Regions from separate parts of the Mus musculus genome. Here regions 2, 3 and 4 are each linked to region 1. Evidence: chromatin contacts called from public Hi-C and HiChIP or PLAC-seq data. All regions are on one chromosome and are shown on one strand. Each heading gives the region's core, a stretch centred on a gene start, on an enhancer-like site or on the middle of the called end of the contact. The rest is flanking DNA. Distances are from core to core; before and after follow the strand shown. Region 1 overlaps Pard3b (par-3 family cell polarity regulator beta). Region 2 overlaps Pard3b (par-3 family cell polarity regulator beta). Region 3 overlaps Pard3b (par-3 family cell polarity regulator beta). Region 4 has its middle 38 kb from the start of Nrp2.

Evidence for each region. A called contact is a pair of places that touch in the nucleus more often than the background predicts. HiChIP or PLAC-seq counts read pairs in DNA pulled down with a chosen protein or histone mark.
Region 2: a Hi-C map of the N1E-115 cell line shows a contact between it and region 1, with 7 times the contacts expected there. The contact joins two enhancer-like sites. A contact is called at or near these places in 1 of 15 datasets of contacts at CTCF or cohesin (pro-B cells), 3 of 484 Hi-C or Micro-C datasets (the N1E-115 cell line, nephron progenitors and trophoblast stem cells) and 1 of 9 other capture datasets (embryonic stem cells).
Region 3: a contact with region 1 is called in a Hi-C map of the N1E-115 cell line, with 2.4 times the contacts expected there. The contact joins two enhancer-like sites. A contact is called at or near these places in 1 of 484 Hi-C or Micro-C datasets (the N1E-115 cell line), 1 of 115 datasets of contacts at active chromatin or transcription factors (embryonic stem cells) and 1 of 9 other capture datasets (embryonic stem cells).
Region 4: an H3K27ac HiChIP or PLAC-seq map of trophoblast stem cells shows a contact between it and region 1, with 6 times the contacts expected there. The contact joins two enhancer-like sites. A contact is called at or near these places in 1 of 15 datasets of contacts at CTCF or cohesin (the NIH/3T3 cell line), 2 of 115 datasets of contacts at active chromatin or transcription factors (embryonic stem cells and trophoblast stem cells) and 1 of 9 other capture datasets (embryonic stem cells).

What each region holds. Positions count from the first base shown.
Region 1 is chr1:62,396,674-62,400,055 of GRCm38.p6, forward strand. All of the region lies in intron 18 of Pard3b (par-3 family cell polarity regulator beta), which reads left to right. Among named protein-coding and RNA genes, the nearest start is that of Gm34881, 130 kb to the right of the region's middle. Within about 2 kb of position 1,753, at least 32 of the 459 cell types and tissues checked have an H3K27ac peak or open chromatin away from gene starts, as enhancers often do. A contact at or near this core is called in the N1E-115 cell line and trophoblast stem cells, where this site is marked.
Region 2 is chr1:61,925,941-61,929,322 of GRCm38.p6, forward strand. All of the region lies in intron 2 of Pard3b (par-3 family cell polarity regulator beta), which reads left to right. Among named protein-coding and RNA genes, the nearest start is that of Pard3bos1, 62 kb to the left of the region's middle. Within about 2 kb of position 1,686, at least 19 of the 459 cell types and tissues checked have an H3K27ac peak or open chromatin away from gene starts, as enhancers often do. A contact at or near this core is called in the N1E-115 cell line, where this site is marked.
Region 3 is chr1:62,084,416-62,087,797 of GRCm38.p6, forward strand. All of the region lies in intron 4 of Pard3b (par-3 family cell polarity regulator beta), which reads left to right. Among named protein-coding and RNA genes, the nearest start is that of Pard3bos2, 50 kb to the right of the region's middle. Within about 2 kb of position 1,891, at least 15 of the 459 cell types and tissues checked have an H3K27ac peak or open chromatin away from gene starts, as enhancers often do. A contact at or near this core is called in the N1E-115 cell line, where this site is marked.
Region 4 is chr1:62,663,574-62,666,955 of GRCm38.p6, forward strand. No RefSeq gene overlaps it. Among named protein-coding and RNA genes, the nearest start is that of Nrp2, 38 kb to the right of the region's middle. Within about 2 kb of position 1,663, at least 47 of the 459 cell types and tissues checked have an H3K27ac peak or open chromatin away from gene starts, as enhancers often do. A contact at or near this core is called in trophoblast stem cells, where this site is marked.

The DNA of each region.
Region 1 (3,382 bases), core at 503-3,002:
TTGGATTGGGTGTTGGGCACAGAATAGACTGCATAAAAACTTCTTGAGTGGAATTTATTTAGAAGATAAATTATAGCCTGGCTCATACTCACTAAGAAACAAAGAGATGACCAAACATGGTAACACATGCCTGTGTCCAAAACTGAAGTAGGAAAATTAGGAGGATTGCCTGGGCTACATAGAAAACCCATGTCTAGAAATGCTGGCGGGGTGGGGGGGCGGTGACAGAAGGATATCTCAGTGGGTACTTGCCATGCCAACTCAACACCCTGAATTCAGATCCCCAGAATTCCTGTCAAAGCCAGATACAGAAACACACGCACAATCCCAGCATGCACCCACAGCAGTGGCTCTCAATCTTTCTAATGCTGTGACCCTTTAACGCGGCTCCTTGTGTTGTGTTGACCCCCAACCATAAAATTATCTCTCATTTCTACATTATAAATGTAATTTCACTACTGTTTTGAATTGTAATGCAAATATTTGACATGATGGGTGGATGATATGTGACCCCACAGAGAACTGCTGACCTACATGGAGATGGGAGGCAGAAGCAGGAAACTCACCAGGAGCTTGGGAGCCAGCTAGCCTGCCATGCGTTGCAGTAACAAGACAGACACTGCCTCAAGGCAAAGAAGAATGATGCTCAAGCCTGCCCTTTGACCACACTCGTGTTGTCCATATGTCTCCCACATGTGAACACATACACACATACATGTGTGTACAAGACTTTTCAAAGGAGATGGGGAATAAGGGGGAAAAGGAAAGAAAGAAAGGAGGAAAAGACAAACAAAAGAAAAAGAAAAGAAAGACAGAGGAGGGAAGGGAAAGGGTTCAGAAGAAGAAGGGTTGTCAAGGGCCTAGGTGTGTGCCACTGGAGGGGTGTGAATTTGCATGGGTGAGGGGAGCCAGAAGATTATTGCAATACAGCCTAGGATAGGAGAGAGGAGACCTAGTCTTCTCATTAAACATGGAAAAAGAAGGGTGTGAAGCAAAGACTTCTAAAGTGTCTAAGAAAGTCTTCAGCTAAGAAAAATCAAAGAACGCGTAAGATTCTCCTGAAAAAGTCAAGGGTAGTTCCTGATAGTGCTGAAGGCTAAATGTCTCCAGGAAGGAGACCATGCCTCTCCAGGAGCAGCTGCAAAGAGGAGGGGACAATCGGGGCTTAATATTTGCCAAAGGCATAAGAAAGCCCTACGTGGATAAGGAAGCCATAGATAACACTGGCTTTAGGGGAATCTAAATAAGTACTTGTCAATGCGTTCATGCCTAACTCCTGACTCACCAAGCCACCTTGAGAAAGATAAAGATCTTTACACCCTGGCCCCACTGGCCAGTCTTTTAGGAAAGAAAAGGAGTGAGTTTGGTAGGTCTTAGTCCTTTTCTGTGCTTAGCAACTTTCCTATTCTTATTTATCTCTCCTTAGTTTCTATAAACCATCACCTTTAAATGTATCCTGCTGTTTTCAAAGGGCCTCTCTTCCTCTCTCCCCACCCCACTCCTTTAAAAGTGTGACTTTGGTCTGGTTTCTCTGCGCCTTTCACCTCTCCCAGAGTGAATTTATTGCAGCACAGCAGCCAGGAAGCGTTCCTTCAGTGAGATGGGCTGAGATTCATTTAGGCCCAGAGACATGGACTCCTATAAAGCAGCTAGATGATCCCTTGTAGTTTTATCACCTCTCTGGGGCTTTGGCTCCTTCCTAATCTGTTGTTTTGTGGCTTAGTCAGAAGATCATTCTCATTGATAGGAAAGAGAGGAGCCTTTGGAATGCTAATGGTCGCTGTTGTCTCTCCTGTCATCTGCTAATACTGTACTATCTGCCCCCAGGGGGGTATGAATCATGCCTCCTGTTCACTCTAAACATACGTTAACAATTCCTTTTATTGTCTCCTGCATTTTCTCTCAAGCCTGAGCTCACTCTCAGATGTAACCACTCCCAACACAACTGGTTTTACCGAGTCCTTTTGAGTTGGATTTGGATTATAGGCTGGTTTCTACAGTTCCTGTTTGATCATATCTCCATGCCTCACCTTTCCAGGCACTGCAGTCTAGCTCCCCTAGGTAGCCTCCACTCCTGCCTCAGGTTTTCCTGTCACATGTCTGTCTTCTCCCTCCCTTCCTTCTTACGCTGTCTTGTCTTTTCCTTTCTTTTCTATTTGCTTAGACTCTCATCTTGGAACTGTCTTGTTCTTTTCTCTGGGAGCGCAGAGATTTGTCTCCTCCAGATCTTGGGAAGTGCAGCTTGTAGACAGCTTGCTTTTACCATTTTAAGCCTATAGAGAACTGTGGGCTGAATGGTGATTAGTAGGCGTGTGATGTTTGGGAAAGACTCTATGTCGGATTGCTTACCCTGAATCTTTCTCCCAGTGTTGCCATCACTGACTTTGCTTTATTGGTTCCAAAAAAAAAAAAAAAAATAGCTCCCAATGCCTCCAATTTATGAATGGCTAAATGACCAAGCTTAAAATTTACCTTTCTGCTTTTAGGAAAGTGCAGCTTTAGAAAATCATCTATGTCTCTAAATAGCAATATATGTTGTCTTCACAATATAGCATGTAATGTGTAAGAACAATAATGTCCATGTTTTCTGGTGACTAGATCCTCTGCCACACATTTCCACTGTAGTATAGCACCTAATTTGCTTCAGTGTCTTCTGACTGGTGTGTTTATAAAATGATAAAGAGAGGGGGGATATGTTCTATGGAGGTGTAGTGAGGTGTGGGGGAAGGGGGTTCCTCGGCGGGCCTATCCAGAGGCATCCCTTCCCGCTGAGGGACCAGCCACAGGACTTTATAGAGTAGAATAGTTTATTAAGGGCATGAGGAGGGGAGTTAAGAGGGCAATAGAGGCAGAGGGCAGAGAAAAGCAGAGACAGAGAGAGAGAGAGAGAGAGAGAGAGAGAGAGAGAGAGAGAAAGGAGAGGAGAGGAGAGGAGAGGAGAGGAGAGGAGAGGAGAGGAGAGGAGAGGAGAGGAGAGGAGAGGAGAGGAGAGGAGAGGAGAGGAGAGGAGAAGAGAAGAGAAGAGAAGAGAAGAGAAGAGAAGAGAAGAGAAGAGAAGAGAAGAGAAGAGAAGAGAAGAGAAAAGAAGAGAAGTAGAGGCCAGCCATAAGCCTGTGGAGAGAGAAGGGGGAAAGGACAAAAGGACAGAGCAAGAGAGCAAGAGGAGGGGCCAAACAGCCCCTTTTATAGTGAGTCAGGCATACCTGGCTGTTGCCAGGTAACTGGGATGGAGCTTAGACAAAATGATGACACTGACTGAGTATGAAAAGTACTTCTTACTCATGGCTCTATGACATTTGTCTACAAATTGTGACATTTTTCTATTTAATGGTCCCTCCTAATCCATGTTCCTAATTCTTTTCTGCTCCACATTTACTTGAGG
Region 2 (3,382 bases), core at 436-2,935, 470 kb before region 1:
ATCCACAAACTGACACGCTTCAGGGTCCAGCTCTTGCTGAAGCTGCCCTGCTCCTCCTTCACACACAATTTTACTAGGCTTCATGCTTTGACTTTTTCCCTATAGAACACTTGGATGCCATTCCATCCTTGCAGCAATAAAATGCAGTTACAAGCTGTTAGACCCATTTTAGCAGACAAGGAAATGGGCTCAGAGAGCCAGGGCCCCTGGTTTGAGATCATGCAGCTAGTAAAAGGAGAAACGGGATTCCCATCTGACTCTTGGATCTGTGTTTCTATTCACTCTTCACTCTTCAGAATACCTTCCTACCTATACGCAGTGCTTTTCTCTTTCCTCTTTCAAAATTCCAATTATTTATTTGTTTGTTTACTTATTTATTTACTTGCTTGTGTGTGTATGTGTGTGGTCATGAAAGAAGACAAATTGTTGGAGTTGGTTGTCTCCTTCCACCACATTGGGCCTGGAGCTCAAACTCAGATTACCAGGTTTAGGCAGCTCGTGCCTTAACCCAGTGAGCCATTTCTCCAGCCCAGTGAGCCATTTCTCCAGCCCTCGTAATCCATTCATAAGCAGCTGGTTTATTCCAGATCCACTTTAAATCATTAAGCAGTGTGACCCTATCTGTACATTACTGTTTGCCTCAAGCAGGAGCCTTAGTCCCAATAACCATTATCCTCTGTTCCCAGTCATACTTTTTTAAATGTTGCAGAATGTTATGTCTTCTGTATTGACTTTGTCTGTGTGTGCACTGGGCTTCAAGAGGGCACATCTCCTCCTGGTGTTGCCTTCTCAATGGTCTCTTGGGGAAGTTTGATTCACAGAGAAATTCTTGATCCATTTAGAAGAGCTTCTGTTTAGCTTGGTTTGGTTTTTACCAGTGTTTGTGTGGAACCCAGCCTACATGCTAAACAAGTGCTTTACCTCCAACCCCTCACCCTCATTACCATTTGTACAAAGTTAATCACATCTTACTGGAGGTATATAAAAAGAGGATTGAGTCTGACAGTTTTAAAGTGAGATTTAAAAAGGGGGCGCCTTCTATGAGCCACAGAGCACATCTTTAGCTTGTGAACACCTCATTCACCAAGGACTCCCCTGCAGAGTGACCAGGAAAAACCTGTCCAGAGAGAATCCTCCAGGGTCTCACTGGGGGTTGAGTGACCACCTACATTGTCTTCAAAGCCCTTGACAGGATCTTCAGTTAGATTTTAGGACTACCCTTTCCCTGGCCTCCAAAGCTTTCTGAGGCCTAAAGTGAAGAGGAAAGTGCCCTCTAGCTTGGGGATAATTGCAGTGGGGCTGTTGTAAGACACTGGCTTCAGTCTCAGAGGCAGTGGGTACTTTCCTGTCTCTTGTCAGGCAGAGCTTGTAAATGGAAACTGGTACAAAGTTCATGAAATAATTACATTAAAGACATTAAATGTAGCTTCAGTCTTTTGTCTCCTGACATAGAATAACCCAGGGGACCTTTCACAGAGCCCTCTTTAAATACATAATGGTTACAACTGAATCCAGTTGGTAAATGTTGTGTGCAGCTAGTTTAAATGCAAATATTTTCTAAAAGTAGACTGTATAGAACACTTTGTGGTGAAAACCAACTTTTTCCCTTCTGCTTTTCATTGTGGAATTTGAAATGTGTTTCTGTAGATGAAGTATTTGTTGAATGAGTGAAGGGTTCTGCTTTCATGTTTGCTCTCTGTCTCCTCTCACTTAAGGTCATACTAAGCCTTAGCAAACACAGGCTTAAAGGTTAGGGCCAGGCTAGCCCATCCATCTGAGTTGCTTAGACCCTTCCCCAACCTTCAGCTTTGCCTCACGGGAGCTATTTCCTCATTTCTGGGTTGATCCTGCTCTCAAGGCCAGAGGCCTCTGGACACTCAGAGTCTGCTAGCTCTCTGTGGTTCTCCCTCACATCGTGCTCCTATTAAAATTTAAATTGTATTAAAATGTGTATTACCAGTAGAAGCCTCTGCCTGATATTGTCTGAAGACTTAACTGAAATGTACTTAATTTGCAGACCCAAATATGAAAATCAAAGCTCACTGTTACAGACATTCTGCAGAGTGAGTTTATTTAAGGAAAACAGACCACACTCAGCACTATCACCCACAATGCCAGGGTTTCCTGAAGGCTCAATCTATACTGAGTTTCTGAATTGACACAGAATAAACAGTGGTAATTTTTTTATTCCCTGAGATGCAGGGACAGCAGTAGAGCATACACTTAGTAATGGGATAACTGGAGTCCCTGTGTAGACAGAAAAGCTCCGTGCTGCCACCCATGCCTTGAAAATACTACATGTCAGTTCAGAGGCGCCAGTTAGGAGCCCTCCCCTGCAGCTTTGTTCATTTCAGTGAGAGTTACCCTGGCTACAGCAATTTAACTATGGCATGTTTGTTCTTAGAACCGGGTAACTTCCTCAGACTGAGCATATTAAATTAGTTTCAATTTCCTGCCGAAATTTATAGACAGGTTGTAAATGAAAAAGCTGCCTCTGCTCTTCATTATCACTGTGCATTATAGTTGTTTTAAATAAAAATGTTATTTACTCGCACCTACTGTCAGATATAAAACTACAGAGGCACCCATCAATGGTTCTGTTGGCACCGTAAAGAAAATGTCATGTGCCAGCACACCTGGCTCTGTGTTACAGCATAGAGTTAGTGTTGCAAGGTGACTTTGATATGTCAGAAAAGCTAATTACGCCCCATCAAAGGACTGAAGAAATTGCCTTTTTTAATGAAAAGTTTTTATAGGAGCTGACAATGATCTTAGACAAAGCAGTAAAACTTAGGTATATAATTATATAAATTCTTTAAATTCTTATTAGACTTTGTTAATTGACACGTTACTATCCACTAATACAGAAAAAATGTTGAGCATACAAGCAGAAACAGGGTAAGACTACAAAACACAGTGGAAGCTTAAATTGAGTCTCTCTATTCTTCCTTTCGAATACAGTCCCAATTTGTCCTGATAGTAATTTGTTTAAATTATAACTGTATCTGTTCTGTGTGTATGTTTATGTATGTGTGTCTACATGTGTGCCACAGCATGCATAATGAGGTCAAGACTAGCTTGTTGAAGTCAATTTTTGCCTTCAATCATCTGAAAATTGAACTCAGGTCATCATACTTGGAGGCAAACACTGAGTCATCTTTTTGTGATATTATTTATGAACATGTATGTTATTTTATAAGACTATAATAAATATTATTAAGAATTACCTCTTAATAACATATATACATAATGCAATAAAGACACATTTCTTCCAATAGAGATTTATTGCTCACATCTCTTCTCATTTCTAATATATACATATATATTATACATAAAACATATATAAAAATACATATATATATGTTTGTCTATGTGTCTATGG
Region 3 (3,382 bases), core at 641-3,140, 310 kb before region 1:
TGTTAGCTCTTGTAACTATCAGTTGGCATGCTGCTACGGCTGCAAAGACTTCAGTGGCCAGAGCTGGTGTCCTCTTACTTGTGTTCAAGTCCCCAGGTATCAGTCCTTGCACTTGGTACATCATCATGGATGTATGAGGCTTAAAGCAAAGTCATTTCAACAACCTTCAAGCAGTTTTAGCCTGTTTTATAAGTGTGTATATTGGATATGTGCACATATCTGTATGTGCATACACACACGCATGAATGAATTGGATTATGAAAGTCCTGCCTTTCTTTATGAAAGAGAACACTGTTCTTTACCTGAAATAGCTTTAGCTGAGTTATGAGTCAGAGAGATGTCCGAGCATGACTTCTCTGCTCCACATTTAACTGAGAGCTGGTGGCTGAGGTCAGCACTTTGGATTCTCAGACATTTCATTTTAGAATTTAAACAATGAGCTGGTTCAGAGAATTAGTAAAAATTATAGGGTGAGAACAAGCCATTGTTATTCTGCTCATGAATTGTTATAGAGGCTAATTTTACAAATAAACCGTGAAGAAAAACAGAATAGAAATTAATTCCAACGTAGGAGATTCACTTATTTGGACTTCTTTTTCTGTCAACAAAATTGTGAGTTCTATAATATAAACTTAGCAAGCCCATCAGTCATAATGTTATACTTGTCTAATAGCTGTGTTCAAAGACTTCAAAAACACTTGGGATTTTAATTTTAGGTTTCTCTCTTATACCACTGCATCTAAAGATGTTCCTTTCTAGCTCTTCTTTCATTCCATCTTTTCTTAATAGGCTTTTCTAGTTTTGACTGATGTAGAAGACAAAAATACTTCTAGTACTTGGGTTAATTAGAATATGGGTGACAGAGTATGGTAAAATGTGATTTTAGTACTCTGCTCAAATCCAGTTTTGACACCGTTGAAGTTTATTTTGATGTAGCTTATTCTGAAGATCAACATCCTATTCTCTGAATGGCTAATACTGTAACCTATGAAGAATGTATAGATTGTGAATGATTCTTTCCTAAAATGTGTATAACTAAAAAAATAAAATTAAAATAAAATAAACAAGGAAGCTATTGCTATTATCCATTTAAACTCTATACTAATGACTTGTACGTTCCTGGTATGAGTTTTTAACCTTGGTGAGAATGGATTCAACTTTAAATTTTATTCTAATGTCCTATGAATGTCTATGCATTCATAGAAGAGCAATGAAGTTTTCCCTCTAAGATACCAGTAGTCTGAGTGTATTTGCCAAGGAAATAATAAAGACAAACATTTAAAGTAAAAGCCTGAATATCCATACAGAGGCAGTATCATAAAATGGTGTCTACAAAAACACACATCAATCCATTCAATGAAATAGCTGCCTTTAAAAATCTCCTGTCTAAACACAAGTAGCCAGGTATGTCCAAGGTCAGAGTCAAGGTTGAGAACCATGGGTTTTGTTGCTGATTGTTGTTATTGTTGTCCTCTTCCATGATGGCCTTCTGGGCGTCAGACAATTGAGAAACATCCGTAGTGCAGACTGGAAGGGTTAATGAACATTCTCCCAGCTTCTGAAAGGAATACAACTTTCTCTTCAGATGAGGATTTTTTTTTCTCTCTCTCTCAAAACATACACCCTCCTGAAGTGTGTGTTTCATTCTGGCTTCTGCTTACAAAGCAGAGTTAGTCATAGAATGACATCGTACAGACATTAAACAAGACTTTTCTTTCTCACGAGGGGGCCCCTTTCCTAATGGCCCTGTGCCATAAAGTTGAATTCTGAAGTAGATGAATCACATTTTAAAAGTCGCTACTGTGTGTGTTTTACGCTTGTGGAAACACGTAGCATCCTCCTAAGCAGCGTGTGGCTTGTGACAGAGGTGCTTTTGATGTCTGATTAGATGATCATGGAGACATCTGGAGTGAGTTAGGTTTAAAGTGACTGTTGTGAGCCAATGGAGGCTCCAAACCCTTCAGATAGAGTCAGGCTTTATTTTGTTTTCCCCTAAATCACAAGCTTTTGCGATATTTAACTGATTTTTTTTTTTTTGAGCCTTCTCTCCAGACAGATCTCCATACTTTTCCAAAGTAAAAATGGATGAATGGCATTTGTTGAAAAAAAAATCATCAAGGGTTATTGCTGTGGGAAGAAACTGGCAGCTAATGCATCTGAAGTCAGAACTGACCGACTTAGTACTGAGAATGATGGCTCTGTTACCTCTGCCTTTAATTTCAGTCACTACCAATCAAACATGTTAACATATAGATAAAATGTATCTGGTTTTAGTTCCATTCTTACAATGATCGAAAGCAAAGCAAGCAGATCTGGACGCAGCTGACACTGTTTAGATTGCAATGCTGCTGTGTGTGGAGAGCACTCATTGAGAGATTACTCATTAATACAGCAAATTGTATTTGAGTGGTTGCAAAATATGAGCATTGCATAGAGGCTGTGTAATTTCCAGAGAAATCCTTTACCCAAAATATTTGGGATTAGAAGTGTTTGGAATTTGCAATAATTCTGGATGCCGAAATAATTTCATTCATACATATATATATATATATATATATATATATATATAAAATATTAAAATATTATATATATAATATTAAATATATATATATATATATATATATATAATCTTAAGAACTAGGCCTGATACTAAGCATTAAATTTATTTGTTTTCTAAGCACCTTAGATACACAACCTACAGCAGTTGTATTCAACATTTAAATAATCTGATTTTTTTTTTTTTTTTTTTTTTGCTGTAGCCTACTCACAGGAATTGAGGGGCAAGCTTTTCCACTTGGGTTATCAGGTTAGTGGTGCTCAGTCAATAAAACAATGTTCTCTATGTATTCATGAGTAAGACTATTATTTATCTATAATAGATGGGTAGACTCATATACACACACACCCCATATGATTTTTTTGCCTTAAAATCCCTTTTTCAGAGCTTCCAAAATGTCCACTACATTTCTTCTTATGACAGTCTATGAAAACTCCTTTCCTTCTAAGGTCATGGAAAGACGCACATGGTCTTTGTCATCTGAAGCATTTAAGTGTCCAGGTCAGGGTTTTAAGTACATTCATTCACAGCCGTGCCTCTATCATCACTGCCTCTAGAGTTCTGCAGTTTACAAAACTGAATTCTGTAGCCATTAAAAATGATCTCTGCTGTCCAGAAACCCTGACAACTACAATTTACCCTTTTCTCTTCCTAATTTTGAAAGCCTGGGAAGCTCGCGGCAGCGGACTTGTACAGTCGCTGTCTTTGTGTGACCGGCTAATTTGATTAAGCGCGCCATCCTCAAGCTGTATGCATCCTGTACCACAGTCTACACTGATTTCCTGGTCGAGGCTCAAAGGAATCCTATTGTTCATGTTGTATTCT
Region 4 (3,382 bases), core at 413-2,912, 270 kb after region 1:
TTTCCTGGAATTGTTCTGGTAAGATTCAAGAAAGAACAGTGAGACCAGAGGATCTAATGTTTTGACTACTGCTGAGAGCCCAAGAATCCCCTGGAACACTTAGTAAGTCCTGAGTCCCTCCATCACTCTCTGTCTCGACCCCTGCTATCAGAGGCCAATGAGCTAACGGGATGATAAGGATGACTTGAACTGAGTTCATCCAGGATGAGAAATGAGGGGACTTAGCTCACCCTCTGAGTTAAGAGAACTGGGTAAAGCCTCAGGCTGCACATCTCTAACATACTCCCAAGGTAGAGACTTCTACAACCAACCCAGTAACAACTCCTTGAGGAGCCATTTGACAAGTGCCACTCCTTACTGACAAGAAATCATAATTGTTTCTGTATGGGTTGAATAAAATAGCCCCCATAGGCCCACAGGGAGTGGCACTATTAGGAGGTGTGGCCTTGTTAGAGGAAGTGTATTACTGGGGGACAGGCTTTGAGGTCTCATATGCTCAAACTAAGCCTAGTATGTTAGTTTCTCCCTGCTTCTTCAGATCAAGATGTAGAATTCTCAGCTCCTTCTCGAGCACCATGTCTGCCTGAATGCTGTCATGTTTCCCACCATGATGATAATGGACTAAACCTCTGAAACTGTCAGCCAGCCCCAATTAAATGTTTTCCTTTATAAGAGTTGCTATGGTCACGGTATCTGTTCACAGAAATGGAAACCCTAACTAAGACAGTTCCAAGATGAGTTACAGAACATGAGTGACTGTAAAAAACAAAGTTGGATGGTGCTTACCAGAGGATAAGGTAAGCAGTGACCAGGTACCAAGAGGCTAAATGGATTAACTTATAGTTAGGTGGAAGCAAGAAGGCTGGTGTTCAGTTGTAAAGGAGGATGGTTACAGATTACAATGTACCATAGATTTCATAAAGCTAGAAGGAAGGACTTTCAAGTAGTCTTACTATACATAAATAATGAACATTTGAGGGTAATGAGGAAACACTAATTTAAACATTGTATAATATATACATGAGGTATATCAATTTTTCACATATTATCCATTATCATCACAATGTTTATGTTTTTATGTGCCATTTAAAATTAAGTTAATAAAGGTTAGATGTAAAAACAAGAAAGAAAAAAAAACCTAAATGTTAACTTCTGCTTACTTGAAAGAATGAAATGGTTGGTTGGCAATGGAGATTCCAGGTTTATACCCCAGACCAGTATTTGGTGCTGGTTGAGATTTACAGCTGTGGCAATGTTCCGTTACAAACTCCCCAGAGAAGTCTTCCCAGAAAACCTTGAGAAGAGGCTCTCTGCCATTTCTCCCACGCACCCTGAGCACAGGGCAAGCCGCAATGGCCTCCTGGGAGATCTGGGGTCTGCAGGCCAGGTCAAGGCCATCCTTCCCGTGTGGATGTGTCTGTTTTCTGTCTCAGCCAGCAACTTCCCCCAGTGGCTTCCCTTACCCAACCAGCCAGAGCCCAGAGCCTGGGGACACCCATCAAAGCCCTGCCCTGTGGCTGAGCAGAGGGTGGGCTCCTTCCATTCATTTCCCAGGCCCCTCCCCCTAGCATCCTGGATAAACTCAGACAGCTTAAGTCATCCTTATCGTCACACTAGCAAATGTGGCCATGCAGGGCAGAAACACAGGAAAAGGCCAAGACAAAAGGAAAAGCACACCACACCCTCCAGGCTCTGCAAAGCCAACCACTCCTTCCTCTTGCCTAGCAGGATGTAACATCTCCGGCATAATTTTTCCCCTCCTCTTTGTCCTCTTTTCTCCTTTTCTTTTCAAATAGACACATTTCAAATGTCAGTGGATGGCAGTGGGGCCAAGTCAAATGGGAGGAGACTGAACAGCTGAAAGGACTTGATCTTTGCAGCAGTTACTTCAAGGGAAGCTGGGACTCTCGCCCGCCCGTGCAGAGAACAGAGAATTCACAAGTAGCTCGAGTGCGCATTTGTTGTGCAACTCAGACTCTCTCTCTCTAGCTGACCTTCATTTACAGACCTGAACCAAAGCAGTTACACTCAGGAAGAGAATTCCTTCCTTCTTTCTACTCCCCTCTTTCCTTATCCCCAGAGGGATGGAAAGAGAACAAGACAGAGTTTAACTGAGGGAGACAATGCAAAAGGAGAGGGGCTCCCATCTAAAATCTGAGTCACTGACTGTGGCCAGTTTTTCATGCCTTCCTTCCAAAATCCAGAACGAGAGAGAGAGAGAGAGAGAGAGAGAGAGAGAGAGAGAGAGAGAGAGAGAGAGTCCAAATACTGCCCTGTCCCAAGAGGGCCGGGGTGCCCCGGGACACCCCATCCTTTAGATGAGTAATGCAGGCTTACTTGGCTGATGCCTTACTGAATCCTGTCATCACAGCAGCCAAGGAAAAATTATGTCTGTATGTTGTGCAGAGCCATAAATCCAAAGTGAGGTGGCATTCTCAGTCATTCCATATTTCAAGGCAAGAAAGTTTGTTCCTACAAGGCTGTTAATAATCAAAGTTTGTTTCCACCACCAGCCTCTCACAGACCCATCCTTGAGCCAGAGAATGTGAGGCACTTTGGGTAGGATTCTCAGTGGGTGGGGAGCTGATGCCCCAGAGTCTCCACTCACACAACCTGGCTGACTGTAAGCAGGAGGAGTGAGGGCTTTTTGGTTTACTGTAACCACTGGGATTGTTTAAGTTGGCTAAGTAAGATGGCATGAGAACTACAGATTAAGTGCTGGGGGACCTCCTTAGCTACAGGAACTCCATCTTGTACACACTCCCCATTTTGTACTAAGCTAAAGTCTAAGAAATGGCTTCTGGCCCCAGGTGTCCCCGATGAACCTACACTACAATATCCCACCCTAGGCTTCATTGCTTAATTTTCAGCCAGGAGCTCTTACAACATGCCTTTCAAGAAAACCACTGGGGATCAAGGTTCAGTCCCCTCTACCACATAGGTTCCCAGTTCTGACACACACCTCTAGTGCAGCACCTAGGAGACAGAGGTCAAGGCTGCCCTTCTTGCCTACACAGGACCCTGTTTCAAAGGGCTGGAGATGTGACTCCAGGATAAGGGAGTCTACCAACAAGCTTGTTAACTTGAGTTTGGTTCCCAGGACCCACAAGCTGTCCTCTGAACTCCACTCTAAATGTCCACCGTAGCATAAACATTTTTTTAAATACTCCATCTCAAAAATAAATTAATATAAAACAGGAGAGAGGGGAGAAAGGATTAGGAAGACACTGGATCGGAGAAAAACTCAGATACTTTTTGCATGCACGTGAGAGTCCAGGGAAGCTAGGTCAGAGTCCTGGACAGAGAGAGGACTCTTTAGTGACCTAACAGCCTTTCCCAAGTCGTGGCTGGAAACCAGGGCCCCTCCTGCACTGGACACAAA